Regions from separate parts of the Sus scrofa genome. Here region 1 is linked to region 2. The links are chromatin contacts, called in public Hi-C maps. All regions are on one chromosome and are shown on one strand. Each heading gives the region's core, a stretch centred on a gene start, on an enhancer-like site or on the middle of the called end of the contact. The rest is flanking DNA. Distances are from core to core; before and after follow the strand shown.

Region 1 (4,328 bases), core at 1,682-4,181, 77 kb after region 2:
AGTTCCTGGTCTAGGGGTTGAATTGGAGCTGTAGCTGCCAGCATACACCACAGCCTCAGCAAAGCCAGATCTGAGCTGCGCCTGCAACCTATACTATAGTTCATGGCAACACCAGATTTTTAACCCACTGAGCAAGGCCAGGGATTGAACCTGCATCCTCATAGATCCTAGTCAGATTTAAACCCACTGAGCAACACCAGGAGCTCCTGGTATTTCTATTAGGTTAATGTTGGTGTGTAAGCAAGGTATTATATATGAAATCTATTGATTTGTATATGATGATTTAATATTTGGCAACTTATGAAACTCTATTATTAGTTCTAATAATTTTTTAGTTGATTCTGTTCTATGTAGATAATTTCATCCAAAAATAACCTTAGTTTTATATCTTCCTATCCATTATCTGTATGTCATATTTATTTTACTTGTCTTATTGCACTGGATAGGGCCTAACAATAATTATGATAAAGTTACTGAAACTATTTTTATGCTTCCTCACATGATGTTAAATAGGATATTTTCTGTAGGGTTGTAGTAACCTTTATCAAATTCAAGCTGTTTCTTGCGATTTCTAGCCTGGTAAGAATTATTAGGAAGAGTTGTAGTGATTTATTAAGGTTGTTTCAGAATTTAGTGGCATACTAATTTATTTTGGTTCTCTTCTAATCCCACAATGTTTAGAAATACATCACCAGATTTCTTAATCTTTAACTATCTTTACATTCCAGGTATAAATATTGTTTGGTTGTGACAGATTAGTCTTATAACTCTATGCTGAATATGTAATATATTCTAGATAGATTTTCATCAAGACTTCTAATATAGGGAGTTCTGTCATGGCTCAGAGGAAACAAATCTGACTAGCATCCATGAGGACACAGGTTCAATCCCTGGCCTCGCTCAATGGGTTAGGGATCTGGCATTGCTGTGGCTGTGGCATAGGCTGGCAGCTACAGCTCCAACTCCACCCCTAGCCTGGGAACCTCCATATGCTGAGGGTGCAGCCCTAAAAAGACAAAAAAAAAAAAAAGATTTCTAATAGAAGTTGCTAAGTTGATATTTAAAGCAGTTTATCATTAAATTTGCTGAACTATATTTCTATAAAATACTAGGTAAATGTGATATTTTTATTGTAGGAATTTTATATCCAGTTTTCAGAAGAATTTTGTTATTTTCCTTACATAATTGTTTTGCCTTTATTAATAGATGCTAACTGTTCAACTTCTAAATTCTTTTTCAGGCAGATTGCCTAGATCTACTTCGTTGTTCTTCTGGGGTTTTATCTTGCTCCTTTGTCTGGAACATTATTTCTCTGCCATTTCATTTCATCTGACTTTTCATGTTTGTGGTCTCTATTCCACAGGCTGTAGTCTGTCTTGCTTCTGCTGTCTGCTCCCTGGTGGGTGAGGTTGCTCCAGGGGCTTGTGTAGGCTTCCTGGTGGGAGAGACTGATGCCTGCCCACTGGTGGGTGGAGCTGGGTCCTGTCTCTCTAGTGAGCAAAGGCTGTGTCAAGGGGTGTGTTTAGAGGTGGCTCTGGGCTCAGGATGACCTTAGGCATCTCTCTAGTGAGCAAAGGCTGTGTCAAGGGGTGTGTTTAGAGGTGGCTCTGGGCTCAGGATGACCTTAGGCAATCTGTCAGCTGATATGGCTCTATTCCCACTTCATTGGTTGTTTGACCTGAGGCTTCCCAAAACTGGAGCCTGTAGGCTGTTGGATAAAGCCAGGTCTCATTTCCAAAATGGTGACCTCTGGGGGAGTTCACCTCAATGATTATTCCCTGGGGCCTCTGCAACTAGTGTCCTGCCCCCAGAGTGAGCCATAGCCAACCTTTGCCTCCTTAGGGGACATTCCAAGACCCACAGGTAGGTCTGTCCAGATTCCTACGGAGTCACTGCTCTGCCCTGGGGCCCAGCACAGGAGAAACCTTGTGTGCACCCTCCAAGAGTGGTGTCTCTGTTTCCCCGGGCCCTGTGGTGCCCTTCAAAGCCAAATGCTCTAGGGGCTCCTCCTCCCTATACCAAACCCCCAGGCTGGGGAGCCTGACATGGGGCTCGGAACTCTTACTCCTGTGCGAGGATCTCTGTAATACAATTATTTTCCAGTTTATGAGTCAACCACCAGTGGGTATGGGATGTGATTATACTGCAAAATCACTCCTCCTACCATCTCATTTTAGCTTCTTCTTTGTCCTTGGGTGTAGAGTATCTTTTTTTTGGTAGGTTCCAGTCTTCTTTGTTGATGGTTGTTCAGCAGTTAGTTGTGAGTTTAGTGTTTTCATGATCGAAGGTGAGCTCAAGCCTTTCTACTCTGCCATCTTGTCTCCTTGCCTCATCAGTCCATGGAATGTTAGTGGGCGGGAAGTGAGAGGAGAGTGTCATCTGTGGGATCTGGCTTAGGCTCTGACTTTCTCCTCAGATGCTGCTTGTCCTTGGAGAGTAAGTAGACAAACTGAGCAGATCTGAACTCAATTTGGTCTGCAGCACATCCACCCTCAGCTGAATTCCTTCTTTTCTTGTTTACTCTGAGACACTTCTTTAAAGGGAAGTGACAATTTTTTTAGGCTTATTCTTTGGTGGTTGTTGGGCTGAACCCCACAGGCCTGAAAAGACTCTACTTGCCCAGCTTTAAGAATGAAGAAAGAGGAGTTCCCGTCGTGGCGCAGTGGTTAACGAATCCGACTAGGAACTATGAGGTTGCGGGTTCGGTCCCTGCCCTTGCTCAGTGGGTTAACGATCCGGCGTTGCCGTGAGCTGTGGTGTAGGCCGAAGACGCGGCTCGGATCCCGTGTTGCTGTGGCTCTGGCGTAGGCCGGCGGCTACAGCTCCTATTCGACGCCTAGCCTGGGAACCTCCATATGCCGCGGGAGCGGCCCAAAGAAATAGCAAAAAGGCAAAAAAAAAAAAAAAAAAAAAAAAAAAAAATGAAGAAAGAGCCCAGAGTCAGCGACAGAGACAGTGGTGTCTGATGGATGGGGACATTTACATGTCTGAAGCAAGGTCCTGGTATGACAGCTCATCATGTGGGGCAGACATCAGGGCAGGACATGGCAGCAATCTTCCCTCTCAACTTCTTCTTCTTCTTTTTCTTTTTTGGCCACCCCACAGCATAGGGAGTTCCTGGGCCAGGGATCAGATCCAAGCCACAGTCGTGACCAATGCTGCAGCTGTAGCAAACACTGGATCCTTTAATCCACTGTGCTGGGCTGGGGATGGAACCTGTGTCCTGGCACTGCAGAGACTCCACTCATAATGTCACACCACAGTGGGAACTCCTCAACTTCTTATGTATGTATTTGTCATGTATTTTTCTTAATGTTCTGAGAAGACAGCTGACCTGTCACAGATTGTAGAGTCATACTAAAAGATATGTAAGAGCATCGGGATAATACATTTGCCATGTTCTCTCACTGCAGTGCCATTCTTCTTTCCTTTATAGTGGTTGCCCACAGAACGTGATTAGAAATTTAGCTCTTCTAATTATTAGCCTGTAATTTCATAGCTATTTATCCTCTCTGAGCTTTAATTATGCCATCTGAAATAACCAAAATTATAACAATTATAGCTGAACTGCAAGACCCTCAAGAACATACCCGCATATTGAGGGCTTGCATATATTTTCAGCAAAGCAAAATTAAATTATACACAGTTAGTAAAATACAGCAAAAAAAAAAAAAGGGGGGGGGAGGATTCATTTGGACCACCTGTCAGATTTTTTTGGACTGATACATTTCTAACTTTTAACTCTAATGGGTAAATAGGTGAGCCATGCCAGATAAAAATATATATGTCAGGCTACTAGTAGTAGGCTGTTATCGTTTGTGCTATTGTATAAAAAGTATAATAAAAGCTTGATCAGTAATCTGTAGCTCAAAGCCCGAGGGGCAAATCTCAGCCCTCATCTTCCCCTCCCCCTTCTCTTTTCTCTTACAGGTAAAAAGATCTGTGTAGTTACTTAGACGCAGCATTTTAGAACTGAAGCAAGAAACCGGACTGTTTATCTCAGTGAGCCGCCGACCTTCGGGCTATGCATTAGAGCATGATTCCCAGGTTCGACAGCGAAGCAAAGCAAGGCACTGACCCTGGAATCGAAGGGAAACAGAAAAGTCTTCGTAAAAGTCGTGCAGGGTTCACGGCTCTTCATGGCAGCCGAGGGCTAAAAGGAAAATTTAACCAAAACAAAATCAAGAAGCTCTTCTACTCCTTGGCGTCTTGCAGTCTGTTCAGGGTGGTGTCTGGCAAACTGCAAATCCAGTGCACACTGGAGCCTCAAGGGCAGGGAGCGCCGGGGTGCGGCCCTGTCCCTGGCGCCCGACCGCAGTGGAGCGCAC
Region 2 (4,145 bases), core at 1,270-3,769:
TCAGACACTCCATTCCTGAGCTGGAGGAGACTTCCAGCCAATGGTGGGAAAGAATCGTTATCCAGAAGGAAATTCTGGTATGCTACCATGAGAAGAGTGAATGGATGCTTTATAACAGAGATGGCAGGTTCCCTACAACAGTCTCCATTTCTCCAGGGTAAGAGAACCCTTCATTCTTAGGCTGTGTAATCACAGTGGCCTTTCCTAGTCGCCTGTAGCTAGGGATGACCATTTAACCAAGGAGCTGATCAAAGGAATATGGAGAGAAGTGGTGTGGGCAATTTCTGACCTATGCCCTGAAGGGGAAGGGATATCATTCCATTTCCCTTTACTCCTTTCCTGCCTGCTGGAATGTGGTTGTGGTGATGAGCCAACGTTGACAACGAGGAAGAGATTATATCCTAGGGAAGGCAGAGCACCTATATCCCCTGGATGATCTCATAAAGTCTTCATCATCCTACACGAGGGATGAAACTAAATTTTTTAAAGCCACTTTTAATGTGGTTCTGTTACAAGCAGCTGGATCTATATCTCAACTAATTCAGATGTCCAGTTTAAAAGAAAAAAATAAGCTGTGAATATAAATGACCATAACATGAGACAAAAAGAAGTAAGCAATAAACAGAGGCACAGGTAAAAAAGACACAGAGAAGAGTCTCCTCAGGACAGGCTGTGATGTCTCAAAAGATATTAAAGTTTCTGATCAGTGACATACTCCAGACTGTCTCTAGGTGGTGGAATGTAGGCCAGTGAATGTGCCTCAACAGGTGATTATTCCAGTTAGGCAGAAAACAATGGCAATGGTGATGGCAGCATGGTAGGGACAACTGGCCCATGAATCAAACCCACCCAAGCAACATTTGGACCTTGGTGTACTTAAATTAATCATAGTTCAGGTTGATGTTTCTTGATACTAATCATAGAAATTCAGAAACTTAGGGCTGGAAAGAATAAGAATGAGTAGAAAAACTTTCTGCTCCCAGTGTATTTTTAAAAAAATGATAATTCCTGTGCTGCTAAGTAAGTCTTGCACATAGCTGGTAGAACCCAGGCCTTCAAACTCCCAGGCCAATGAGGGCTGAGGGCTTGTATTTACTTTACTTGTAAAGAATCCCTGTTTAAAAAAACAAAAAAACAACAACAAAAAAAAAACGCGGGGGGGAGTTCTCATTGTGGCTCAGTGGGTTACAAACCCTGTTAGTATCCTAGAGGACACAGGTTCAATCCCTGGCCCCACTCAATGGGTTAAGGATCCAGTGTGGCTGTGAACTATGGTGTATGTTGCAGACTCAGCTTGGATCTGGCTTTGCTGTGGCTGTGGTGTAGACTGGCAGCTGCAGCTCCAATTAGATCCCTAGCACCTGGGAACTTCCATATACTGCAGGTTTGGCCCTTAAAAAGCCAAAAAAAAAAAAAAAAAGAGAGAGAGAGAGAGAGAGAAAGAGAGAGATCCCTGTGAAGCCTTCTTCTCCAGCAAACTTAAAACTTCAGGTTGCTATCTGCTATGCCCCCTTTCAATTTTCTAAGAATATACCTTGCATTGGCATAGCACTCTTTATCTTTCTGAAGACTTTCACGTATTTTCTCATTTGAGCTTGACAAAAATCCTATGCAATGAAATGAGTAAGGTAACATTCCCATTTAAATAAAGAAATTTAAGCTGAAATTCTCCAGGAGACCCTCCCACAGTGATGATCTAGTAATTGCCAGAAGGAACCAAGTACGGTACTCTTACCAATCATCCACTGATTTTTCCTAATTGTCATTCTTCCAGCCTTTCTGACTCTTACTTTGTTGAGGAAAAATATTGTGTGGCTTGTGATGAAATTGGTTTCCAAACTGTCATTTTTCCAGCCTTTCTGACACTTTATTGAGGAAAAATACTGTATGGCTTGTAATGAAATTGGAATTGGAGTAAACTTCAGACAAGTTATTCAGGACGTTTTTGTTATCTAGAGCTGCATTGTCCAATAGGTAGCCTCTAACCACATGTGACTATATTTAAGGTAATTAAAATTAAATACAATTTAAAATTCAGTTCCTCAGTCTGAATTAGATGTGAATTTAGTCACATTTCAATGATACAGAATAATTCCATCATGTCAGAAAGTTCTGTGGAACAGCCTAGAAGTTTAAGAGATGTCTCTCTGCCGCCAGTCCTGAATCTTGCGCCTTAGTCTGTGCATAATCCAAGCCCAAAGAGTGGTCTTCAAGTTCTTAATACTCCTAAAGGAGATTTTAAAACTGGTAATGACAACAGAAATCTTTTGGCCTAGCCTTGCTAAGAAGACGACGTGGTAACAAAACTCTTTAAGATTCTTCCACAAAAGTCAGTACTGCAGGCTGGCAGTGAGAAAGTGACCACCACCCAGATGTGGAGGTGGAAGGAGGGGCAAAGGGGCGGGGCTGCACGCCCCAACTCGGAGCGGGTGGCGTCACCGGGCAGGGGGCGGGGCCTCGCTCTGCTGGGCGGGGCCGCGTGAGGCTGGCTGGGGAGGCGGGGGAGCCTGGCGGCCGGCGCGCCAGCCCAGCCGTGCGTGCTCACGTGACAGGTCCGCGAGGTCCCGCTCGCGCAGTAGTCTGGGCGAGCGAAGATGGCGGCCGAGAGGGAACCTCCTCCACTGGGGGACGGGAAACCCACCGACTTTGAGGAGCTGGAGGACGGAGAGGACCTGTTCACCAGCACTGTCTCCACTCTAGAGGTGAGCCTGCGTTGCTGTGGGTGCCGCGCTCCGCCCCCGCCGCGCGTCTCACCTTTAGGTGCCTTTGCCCTGCCCTGACTTGTCTTTCCCCACCCCCCGGTTTGCAAGGACCTGGTTGGGGCGACACCTGTGACCCGGGCCCCACCTCGGGTACCTGTCAATAGGCTCGAGTTGGCTTGGCCCCTAGGCCTCCTTACGAGAGCAGTCTGCGGGCCGGGGCCAGCCTAATCCCCAAAGGGGCCAGGACCGGACGGAGCATCGGAGTGTCCTTTCCCCGCTGGCCCTCCTCAGTGTCACTTGCACCTCCTTTTACAGAGCAGAGAAGGTCTTGCCCTGGGTCCCAACAAACCTCACCATGCTGTTGGGCGACCTCCGCAGCTCCTTTAAAGGGGTGCTTGCTTTTTCCTTCCCAAGGGAGGGTGTGCCTCTGAAAGGGGAGAGCAGAGTACAGAATGCCGAGTGTCCTAGGCGCTGTAGGGAGCGCATGAATGCACTTTTCCCGATCCTGTCCCTTCGTGGCCCCTAGTTCCCTTTGAGGGAGGGGCTTCTGTTTTGGCGTGTTAATACGTACCTGCGTTTGACCGATTTTGTTTGTCTTCTTAAGTTTCTAGGCTTTCAAAGGGCCATAGTATTGATAAAATATAAAGTTAAGAGTCCAGGAAACTCCTGTGGGCTGGGGGAGGTTGGTTTTTTTTTTTAATTTACCAGGGGAGAAATGAAAACAGATCTTCACTCCTTTTTCCTCTTTTCTCGCATGATCAGCGATCTCTGAAGCTAAATGTTCCTGTTTTTGTCAAAGGAAACGCCCTCGATGAACTTAACTGTATTGGGCCTCCTGTATCAAGTTCATGTTTGAATTGCTTTGCTTTTGTTGAGAGCACACACACCTCATAGCCCAACTTTAAGTATGTATATGTGTATTAAAATATAAGCAAATTTCCCAGAAAATTGTTTACTTTGGGCTATAATTCCTTATAAAGTGCTTTTTAGTAAGCTTTCCTAGCTTGTTCAACTATGCACGAAATCAGTTGGGAAATTACAGTAAAATATCCTTTATTTGACGTTCAGTTACCTGAAACTGGGAACTTCGGGTACTGTTTTCAGTACTGACCACATTCTTCTAATTGTATATGCAAGTTCCTGGCCAAGCCCCACTTCTCAAGATTGTGTGCTTCTTGGGGCTAGGGATAGTGCTTTGATCATCCTTGTGTTCCTCACAAAATTTTGAACATTTGCATTTAGCAAATGTTTGCTGAATTGTCTAAACCAACATCTCTTGGGAATTGGTAAAAATTGTCTTGCATGTGAATTGCCTTTTGAGGTTAATATCCTTTTAGTCCTTTGTATACACTCTGCAGCCTACCTTAAAGTGTACTGAAGGTTAGTGTCTATGTTGGATCCTAAGACCTGTATTTCCTGTGAGGGGCTACAAAGGTTTTCCAC

Evidence for each region. Hi-C and Micro-C count contacts between places; a contact is called where the count stands out from the background.
Region 1: a contact with region 2 is called in a Hi-C map of skeletal muscle, with 2.8 times the contacts expected there. The contact joins the promoter of SNX24 here to the promoter of SNX2 in region 2. A contact is called at or near these places in 1 of 5 promoter capture datasets (liver), 5 of 47 Hi-C or Micro-C datasets (heart right ventricle, liver and skeletal muscle) and 2 of 2 datasets of contacts at active chromatin or transcription factors (alveolar macrophages and skeletal muscle).

What each region holds. Positions count from the first base shown.
Region 1 is chr2:126,345,349-126,349,676 of Sscrofa11.1, forward strand. It overlaps SNX24 (sorting nexin-24), which reads left to right and starts at 2,932. Exons shown (of 7, transcript XM_005652942.3): 1 at 2,932-4,328.
Region 2 is chr2:126,268,694-126,272,838 of Sscrofa11.1, forward strand. It overlaps SNX2 (sorting nexin-2), which reads left to right and starts at 2,520. Exons shown (of 16, transcript XM_021084682.1): 1 at 2,520-2,702. The coding sequence starts at 2,595.